Linked DNA regions of Mus musculus: region 1 is linked to region 2. Evidence: chromatin contacts called from public promoter capture Hi-C data. All regions are on one chromosome and are shown on one strand. The core of a region is the stretch at or near the end of the contact, and the rest is flanking DNA. Distances in the headings are between cores, read along the strand shown.

The links. Capture Hi-C pulls out chosen DNA fragments and counts their contacts.
Region 1: a promoter capture Hi-C map of adipose tissue shows a contact between it and region 2. The contact joins the promoter of Rhcg here to the promoter of Anpep in region 2. A contact is called at or near these places in 3 of 39 promoter capture datasets (embryonic stem cells, stem cell-derived epiblast-like cells and trophoblast stem cells), 2 of 484 Hi-C or Micro-C datasets (both in embryonic stem cells) and 2 of 9 other capture datasets (adipose tissue and liver).

The regions. Positions count from the first base shown.
Region 1 is chr7:79,615,704-79,620,726 of GRCm38.p6, forward strand. It overlaps Rhcg (Rhesus blood group-associated C glycoprotein), which reads right to left and starts at 1,954. Exons shown (of 11, transcript NM_019799.3): 1 at 1,637-1,954. The coding sequence starts at 1,823.
Region 2 is chr7:79,846,044-79,851,171 of GRCm38.p6, forward strand. Anpep (alanyl (membrane) aminopeptidase) reads right to left here and starts at 2,167. Exons shown (of 21, transcript NM_008486.3): 1 at 2,102-2,167.

The DNA of each region.
Region 1 (5,023 bases), core at 704-3,203, 230 kb before region 2:
TTTCTGAGTTCGAGGCCAGCCTGGTCTACAAAGTGAGTTCCAGGTCAGCCAGGGCTACATAGAGAAACCCTGTCTTGGAAAACCAAAAAAAAAAAAAAAAAAAGAAGAATACTAAGCTCGCCTGCTTCCCCGCTCGCTTACCAGGTCCTCACCCAGAAGGGGAAAGTTTGGCAACATGAAAAGCGGGTTTGCACTATGGATTCTGAAACTACAGATGCCGAGACCTCTTTTGAAACACACAGCCCTGAATTGAGCCCCTTTATTTCCAGAAACAGAGAATGCTCCGCTGCTGAGCATACAAGCCACAGAGGGAACAAAGGTTGATATAGGCAGCTGCTGGAGAGAAAACCTTCAGAGTTCCCTCAAAAAAAAATTCAATGGCCCATGACTGCATGAGCACCAACTGGTAGAGGAATTGTCATTGGCTGCTAGTGGACAAAGTGGAAACTCTCAGAAAGCACAAGGGCAATGACTGGGTCCTGGGCTGGGAGTCCAAGGTTAGGCTGCCTGGAGTGACCTTGGGCTGCTCATAAGCTCCCAGAGATGCCTAAAGTCTTAAGGTGCCTGTGTGTAGTGCTCTTGTGATTGACTGCTTTGTTGTAAAGTGAGGATTGCTCCCAGTCCTGTCCCTCACACCCCTCCTCACACCATCACCCCATAGAGAAGGAAGTTAAGGTTCATTTTGATTGGCACCGGCCTGAGACCGCCCACCCTGAAGCAGCAGAGCCACGATAGAAGAGAGGTTTGTCACTTAAGGGCCATATTCTTCTTCATCGTCTTTTAAAAATCTGTTAGAGTGTTTTACCTGAATGCTTGACATGTGTGCCTGGTGCCCAGGGAGGGCAAAAGAGGGCATCAGATTCCCTGGAACTGGAGTTATAGATGGTTGTGAGCAACCATTTAAGGGCTAAGAATCAAACCCCTGGTCTTCTGGAAAAGTAGCCAATGCTCTTAACTGTTGAGCCATCTCTCCAGCCCCTACAGCCATATTCTTAGCCATAGCTTCATAGCTTCACGGATGCAGAAAAATCCCAGGAAAAGGAAGGGTGGCCACTGGCTTTTTCCCAAACCCTGGGACCTTGTGGCCCAGCACCACCTCTGGTCCCACACACAGTCTCAGTATCAGAAGTGGAGAGCTATCATGCCATCATTGTGATCCCTGACATCTATCTATATGTGAGGTGTGTGCAAGCCAGATCACCTGCTACTTAGGTGGTAAAGGTGGAATTCTGGCTTTTGACGACACCAAGTAGGCCAGGGACACAGGAGGCATCTGATGGCTGGGAGAGAGATGAAGGTTAAATAAAAAGAAGAAGAAGAAGAAGAAGAAAAAAAAAACTCAAACTAACCAAACAACAATCACAAAATCGGCCCACTTGTTTCAGGTGACTGCCTCTACCAGACTTTCAAAGTGTGAGCACATCTGACCATTTCTCCAGTGACTGGCTCAGGCTGTACCCTGGTGCAGATTCTACCCTGGGACCAGCTGGGAACTGTGGGGCATCATTGGCCCCCTCCATCTCCAGCCTGTCAGAGCCAGGGGCGGACCTAATGCGGAGCCCAGTCAGGCGCCCGCCCAACTAGCTAGGGTCTATCAGGAGACTCCTTAAGTGAATCTGCGGGCCATAGGACTTACTCGGGTAGCGATAGTAAAACTCGTTCTCAACGTCGCTGGAGATGTTCTTGCGCTTCTTCTCCAACCACCAGTGAGCATCGGCTTGGATGTCGTAGCGCACGAACACGCCAAAGAGAACCACCATGGTCACTTGCAGGATCAGGCAGGTGATGGGCAGCCGCCCCCGAAGGTTGGTGTTCCAGGCCATGCTCCGCACTGCTGGCCGCTTGCTCTGAACGCTGGGCTCCGAGACCAGGGAGACGCTTAAAGGACCGGGACACTGGGCGGGGCGGACGCGGAACAGCTGACCATGGTGCCGCCCACGCGCCTCGGGCTCTACCCAACCGGCGAGAGTCCCGCGGGGCCTCCCGAGCCCAGTACCCCTAGAAGGAAAGCTCCAGGTGATGGGAGCAGGGCAGAAGGAAGATGTAGAACGCCCCAACTTCTGCGCGTCCCGTCGATGCCTGGCCTTTCCCGCCCTGTTCGGGTGAACTGGGAGAGAGGATGCTCATCACTCATCCAGATTAGAACAAAGAATTCCCAGACTGGAATCACTATCCCCATCACCCCCCTCCCCTCATCCTTTTTAGGACACACCTTCGGTAATCTAGGCTGGTTTCAAACACTTGGCAATCCTGCCTCAAGCCTCCGACTTGAGCTACCCACCACTTAAGATCCTTTCCTTTTTCAGTTCATGAACTTTAAAGGAGATGAATGAATAGAAAGTAAAGGAAAAAGGAGAGACTGCCCCAGACCCGAGAAGCGTGGGGGGGCGGGTACAGAAAAGCATGAGGAAGAAAATGAAAACCATCAGTTCTATGCCATCTACATGCATTTAGTCTTTCAAGCCTGTCCGAGAGGGCACAGGAATGACCGTTGGAATATTATTCACATACAGCTTGTGCTACTCAACATAAATAGACATCTCCCCAACTCTTTACATCTTTATTTTATTTTATTTATGTCTTCCTTCCTTCCTTCCTTCCTTCCTTCCTTCCTTCCTTCCTTCCTTCCTCCCTTCCTTCCACAAGACAGTGGTACCCCATGCTGGCATAGTGGAGTCTGCAGAGTTCCCCACACAATGATCAATGCTCAGCCACATGTATTACCTATTGGCAAGTAAGGCTGTAAATCTGGCGCCGATGGAAGTACATGGGAAGGAATTCATGGACACATGGAAAGACCTAAGAATCCCTAAGCTTGTGCCACTGATTCCAGACACACTGTCCAACAGTAGGAACTGGCTAGAACACAAGCATCAGTTATCTTGCTTTTTTTTGTTGTTGTTTTTATTTTTTCCCAGACAGGGTTTCTCTGTGTAGCCCTGGCTGTCCTGAAACTCATTCTGTAGACCAGGCTGGCCTCAAACTCAGAAATCTGCCTGCCTCTGCCTCCCAAGTGCTGGGATTAAAGGCGTGCACCACCACTGCCCGGCTCATCTTGCTTTTAAGAAGGATGCTGGACCTGGCAAGATGACTCAGCTGGTAAAGATGCCTGCCATCAAGTCTTGAGTTAGAGCCCTCAGACCCACATGGTGGGAAGAGAGAACCAACTCCCACAAGTTGTTCCCTGGAGGCATGTGTCCACTTGCGTGCAGACACCCGTGGAAGCCAAAGGCATTTGGTCCTGGACCAGAAGTTACAGGGAGCTGTGAGGCACCGCATGTGTGTGCTGGGAACTGAATTTGGGTCCTCTGTAAGAGCAGTGTATGGTTTTTAAGATTTATTTATTTTATATACATGAGTACACTGTAGCTGTCTTCAGACACCCCAGAAGAGGGCATCAGATCTCATTACAGATGGTTGTGAGCCACCATGTGGTTGCTGGGAATTGAACTCAGGACCTCTGGAAGAGCAGTCAGTGCTCTTAACCACTGAGCCATCTCTCCAGCCTGCAGTATGTGTTTCTAACCACGCAAGGTCCTAATCCTCAGCAGAGCATTGTCATGTTTGGAAACAACCAAACACCAAAGGAGCCTTGCCAGCAAGAGGGAACATTTAGTAAGAGCCTGCTGTGGGAAAATTCTCCTATGTACCTTTAAATTTGCAGCAGTTCATAAGGTAGATGTTGTAGCCACATGCTGGAAGTGAAATTGAGTTCTCTGGTAGGCTGAAGACCTTACCAGAGAGAGATTCATACCCTAGGCCATTTGCTTTCAAAGGCTGAGACCCACCATGCTGTTGGTCCTTCACGGCCAGAGGTAAAAAGAGGCTTGATGTCAGGCAAGCACATCCTTAATGGGGGTGACATCTAGGCCCATGACAATGGAGAGAAGTGGGGTGCACAGACAGTTGTCACATGCAGGCAGATCCCCAGGCCTCTTGGTTCCATGAAGGAACAGACACTGACTGAGAAGAGCCAGCGGGTGGCACTGTCTCTGAGAACAGGCCTGGCAAGGATATGTACGAGGCCTACTCAGCAGAACGACTACCTTAGGGCTAGATAAGGAAGCAGAGGTGGCACACTCATGCCAAGGGCTGCCCATGCCTCTATCAGAGCCCCCTGGCACCCCTATATGGCTGGAACCTGGACTCTCTTTTAGGGACTGCTTACTGGACCCAGAATAGTGTGACCCAGGTCCAGGATGCTGACTGAAGAGCCCTAGAGAACCTCTGTGGGTCAGCCCTGGAGTCACAGGCCAGCCTGGTTCCTCACGAGTAGCATAAGGGAGCCCTGACATTGCCCTTCACAGAGGGCCTGGATTTGATAGGCTGGGCAGTGAGTGTATTCAGAGCACAAGGAACTCAAGGCTGAAGGAAGACACTGTTATCAGATGGTTTCCCCACCCCCACTCCCGCCTTGGTCACATTTCTGGGCCATTCAACTCATAGGTCACCATGAATTAATATTAAAAAAAAAATCGTGTCACCTTGCGGAAAGCAAGCATGGTTCTGCTGCACTAACATTCCGGATAACAAAAGCATTCATTTATTTAAGATGTCAATATATAACAGTGCTCAAGCATTTTTTTTTTTTTTTTTTTTTTTTTTTGGTCCTAGAGGTGGATTCAGGACTTTGGACATAGTAAGCAAGCACTCCATCCATCCCTGAGTTATCCTCCCTGCCTCAGTTTTTTATTCCCAGAACTACTAGGCTGGACACAGTGGTGTACACCTTTAATCTCAGGGCTCAAGAGACAGGCAATGGGATCTCTGTGAGGTCGAGGCCAGCACATTCCAGGCAGACCAATGCTTCATGGTAAAACCCTATTTAAAACCCAAACTTCCTCCCTTTCTTTTTTGGCAGTACTGGGGATTGATCTTAGGGCCTCATGCACACAGGCACGTGTTCCACTGCTGAGCTGCAGTTAAAACCCTTACTTCAACTTAAGCACCTGAGTGCCCCCAAGCCAAGTATTATCTCCCCCCACCCCATTCCTACTCATCTGTAAAATGGGAACAATAATGA
Region 2 (5,128 bases), core at 917-3,416:
GCACACAAAAACACACACATACACATACCACATACATATATCATACATAAACACACACCAGACACATACACAAACACACACATACTCACACCACATACAAACACACACCACAAATATACATACATGCCACACATCAACACACACGTACACATATCATACACAAACATACTATATACACACATATACCCACAACCATACAACACACACACAAACAAACACAAACATACCACACAAACATAGGCACACACAGGCAAGCACACCACACATACACTAGGTAGTCTGGGCTCCATACCACATCTCAGTTTATCTCCAAAGCTCTCTGAGTTCTGGTGTCAGCACTGTGAGACTACACAGCAGGGAATTCGGGGATAGTGTGTAGCCTCTCTTCCCACTCTGAAGTAGCAGTGTATAGAGCCAGGGTTAAAACCAGGCCCCAGAGCAGGACCATCCTGGCTGATGGCCTATCCCCATGTCACAGCTGGATTGGGCTGGGCTGGGCCAATCCCCAGGGTGCTTCCTTTGGGAGCTCTGGACACTCCATTCTGTGGGAACCACATTAAACCCATGGCAGGTTGACCTTTGTGAGCCAGAGCAGTGTCCCTGTGGGGCAGGGACAGAGGGGCTTTGTAGGGCAAGCGAAGTGCACTAGTCATACAGTCCCACACTTTCTTTGATGGAAGTGGCTTTAAAGGCCACAAGAAGGACAGATTCCCTTCAGTCAGACCATGATCAGGAATGGGGAACTGTTCTGAGAAGTGATACTCATAAGACGGGGGTCAGCAGAAACTGCTACAAACACAGTTCTGCAGAGGCCTTGCCCTGCCCTCATAGGTATAATCTATAGGATCCCTCAGCCTGAGGTGAGTGGCTACCAGCCTGCTGGGATTCTGGGCTGAAGGGCGAGCACCTTGCAGCGGCCCCCTCAGGAACTCTGCAGGGTATGCATGTGACCCTAGGTTCAAATCCTGTGGAGTTGGGGGAGAGTACCATAATCAAATCCAGAGGCTGAGGCAGGAGGATTGCCTAGAGATCCAAGCCAACCTAAGCTATACAGCTCATTGCTCAGGTATTCCACAATCCACCGTAGCCACAGTCCTAGTTCCTGTACCTGGCCTGTCACATGTAGGAAAAGCTCCCTTCCCCATGGGGAATTGTGGCCAGTCTTCCTGTTTGGTGCCGGGCCACCTCCTTCTTACTAGCCACCCACGCTGACAGAGGTGGGAGGCCACCTGCTCCAAGTTCTACTTTCACAAATAAACTGGCCAAGGTCCTGACATCCCTAGACCTCAGATCCATCAGTCACAGAAGTGCCCTGAAATCTCCCAACAGCACATGTCACTGGTATCCTCAGAGCAGGATTGGGTTTTAAGTCACCAAAGCCCAGACTCTCCAGGGCAGGCAGCCTGCCTTATTGGAGGTAGTCTATTTGGAAAGACCCCTCTGCTGAAAAAGCTTGGGTTGCCACCAGCTCTGCTCTCTGGAGGCCACCGCAGCAGAATCCTGGTGCGCATCCAGGAGGCATGCCTATCTATGCATGGGACGAGCACAGCAACCGAGGGTCTAGGATAAAGTCTAGTTCCCGTCTCCTCACAGAGGCTGGGGCACAGGGCCAGGGCCGCCGCTCTAACCCGACTGGGACTGTAGAGCAGAAACATGTGTCTTTGCTCCGTGACTTCCAGGGGTCAGCGTGCACCTTCTGTTCCACTCGCGCCATCCCTAGTCCTCTATACTTCAGCCATTCTGTATCCTCTCATCTCTGGCTCCGTCCTCTATGTGTCCCTCACCACCCGCCCTCTAACCCTTGAGTCTGGCCACCAGACTCCAGCTACCGTTCCTGGGCTCCAGCCACCCCTTTTTCTCCAGGCCTGGCCATCTTCTGTCACCAAGGCCGGAGCTTCCCTCGGAGCCCTGCAGACACCTGGAGGCCAAGAGCCGCTGGCACCCTCGGGGACTCACTCCAACAGCTTCGGCAGCTCCCGGACCTCAGTTTACCCATCTGAGTAGGGGCAGAAGCTTCAGTTGGCTCCCGCACCCCAGATGCCAAGCCCCACACCCGGTGTCCCCAAACTTCCGCAGCCCATGGCTGCCTTCCCACACTTGCCTAGGACTGCACGCTTCTCCGAGCTGCTCCTGCCTCGCCTCCGCCCGCCTGCTCTGGCGGGTTAAAGGGAAGTAACCCGAGCCCACCACCGCTCCGCCCGAACTACACCCGCCCCCCCCCACCCGGCTCCGCCCGCGCTCCTCCCCGCCTGCACGCAAACAGCCGCTCCCCCGACGGTGCGGCCCCTGGCCCCCAGCGCGCCAGACCCAGACCTCTCGCCCTCACCCACCCACACTTCGCGCCGCCGCTGTCCCAGTGTCTCGCCCACCACATCTGGGAGACATCTGCAGCTGGAGGGAGGGGCTCACAGCCTCAAAAGTTTACAGGATAATCCCCACAGTTCTGGAGGCTTTCCACAGAACTTAATCTGATTATCTTTTCTTCTTCTTCTTCCTTCTTCTTCTTCTTCTTCTTCTTCTTCTTCTTCTTCTTCTTCTTCTTCTTCTTCTTCTTCTTCTTCTTCTTCCTCCTCCTCCTCCTCCTCCTCCTCCTCCTCCTCCTCCTCCTCCTCCTCCTCCTCCTCCTCCTCTTCCTCCGAACTTATTATGTAGTCCAGGCCAAGCTCAAACTAGCAACAATCCTGCTTCACTGCTACACTTTTTCCATGAGCCTGGATCATCCACCAATTCTAACTTTTTCTTCCTTTCTCTTTCTCCCCTTCCTCCCTCTCTCCCTCTCTCCCTCCCTCCCTTATTTTCTTCTAGTACTGTGGTTTAAGTCCAGTGCCTCATGCGTACTAGATAAGTGCTCAGCCGTGAGCTACATCCTCAGCCCTTTTCTTTTTTCTTTTATTTCTTTTTAAAGGAAAGGGCTCACTGAATCATCCAGGCTGACCTTGAACTCACTGTAGCCCAGACTGACCTTGACTTCAGCCTCTCCAGGCCAAGCTCTGGCTAACTCTTGACACCTAGGCTGTCTTCAAGAAGTCAAAGTTATTAGAAGCCTCTAGCAAATAAAGGATTGCATCCAGGAGTTTATGCTTCTTGTCCCCATTCCGCTTCGAGATACTGTGTGTTCCAGGGCACTCCCTCCCTGGGCATCTTTTTTATTGGCAATTCAGGGTACCATTTCTATTAGTTTCCTATTGCTGCTATAATAACACAAACTTTAAAAGACACATGCTTATTCTCATACTGTTTATAAATCAGACTCACTGTACTGAAACTCGGGGTGTCCGTGGGAAGCTTCCCTTCTGGAAGCTCTAAGAGAGAGCATCTTTGTCTTTTCCGATGGCTAGAGGCACCCACATTCCTTGGCTTGAGGCCACCTTTGGAGCGAGGAGTGACCGGTGCTTCAACTCTCGGCTTTGTCATTCTGATACTGACTGGCTTCTCCCATGCGATGCACCCATATAATTCAAGGTGATCTCCCTGTTCCAAGGGAGACCCTGAGCTGTCGAACCCCATACCTCTACTTACCTGTAGGAACTCCGGTTTAGAGGCATCGTAAATGATGTCCTCTCTACATTCCCATCCTCTCCATTGCTAGACAGCTTAGCTCTACTCTTGCCCTACCTCATGGCCAGGGGGTTGCTATGCGATTGCCCTCCTACTGAGTCACACCTTGTCCCAGACTAGCCTTGTTTTCTTCTCAAACTGTCCCTTCTTTTGGGATCAGATGGCTGGGCCAGGGTGCCTTTAGGCAAAGCCATGAGGCAATTCTAACTGTTCTGCTGGATTGCAGCTTTCCTAGAGTTGTGAGTTGCCTGCAAAATAAGAGTCAGTGGGCCCCGGAGAGCTCTGAGAGTCAATTTCAGATTTCCTTTTGCTTCAAGACCCACGCCTGCCTACTTCCTCTGTCATATCTGGCATGGCTGACAAATCAAAGATGGGCTAAGGCAGGCCAAGAGAGAGTGAACTCTGGGCACGCTCCCACCTCAGTCTTGGACAGGGGGTGTATTGAGAGGAACCTGCAGTAGGAGAAGGGCGCCTGCTCTTTGAGGAAGCTGTGGGGTTGAGAATGAAGGTGGTTTTCGGGAACTCAGCCTAAGGGAGTTGAAAATGTATGTATAGGCTTCTTGCTGCTGTATAATTCATAGTAGTGGAAAGGAAAACATAGCTTAAGCATTCTGCAATAGGGGCTTGGCTAAATAAATTATAGTCCTCTCATATGGTGACATACCATACCATCATTAAAAACACGTCATGTTTTGGCTTGGGGCATGGCTAAATGGATAGAGAATGTTCAAGGCCCTGGGCTCAATGGATCTCTACCACTGAAGTAAATGTATGTAATATTTCATATATAGCAAAACATACATATTTCAGTGAAACCACAGGGGGATTTTTTAAAAGGGGAACCTGAGAAGAAAGAGAGCCTGTTTAAGTGTTTTAGCAAATCTGAGGCCTCTAAAGAAAAATCAATACATTTGACTACATAAAGAATTAAAATTTCAAAATAACGTGAGAAGAAAGGGGGTAAAAACATTAAAATGTCAGCATTATGAGCTAGGAACATGACTCAGTGGGTGAGTGTGCTTGCTGTGCAAATATAAGATCCCCGGCTCCCATGTAAAGAGCAGGCGTGGTGACCAGGACCCCTGGAAGAGCAGTCAGCATTAACCGCAGAGCTGTCTCTCCAGCCCGTTTTGTTTGTTTTTTTAAGACATTGTCTCCTATAGCCCAAGCTGGCCAGCTTCTATGGCCAAGCTGGAACTCACTATGTAGCCAAGGCTGGCCCGAATTCATAATTCTCTTGCCTCTGCCTCCTAAGTACTGGGATCATAGGCATAGGCCTGGAAAGATACTGGATAACTCTTGATAAAGTAAATAAAGATTTTAACTACAAGATTTTTGTTGTTGTTTTTGCTCCCAGTTCAGTGGTAAAATACTTATCCAGCATACAGGGGCTCAAAACCCAGAGAGTCTGAGGGGAAGCAAGGGATGAGGGAGGGGGGCTACTTACTAACTAGTGATGTATCCTGTCTGCAATCCTTGCTGAGGCAGGAGGATCTCTATTTCAAGGTCAGCCTGAGCGACACTGAAAAATCTGTGTAGCTCACAGATTTTTAACGTAAACACTATCAGC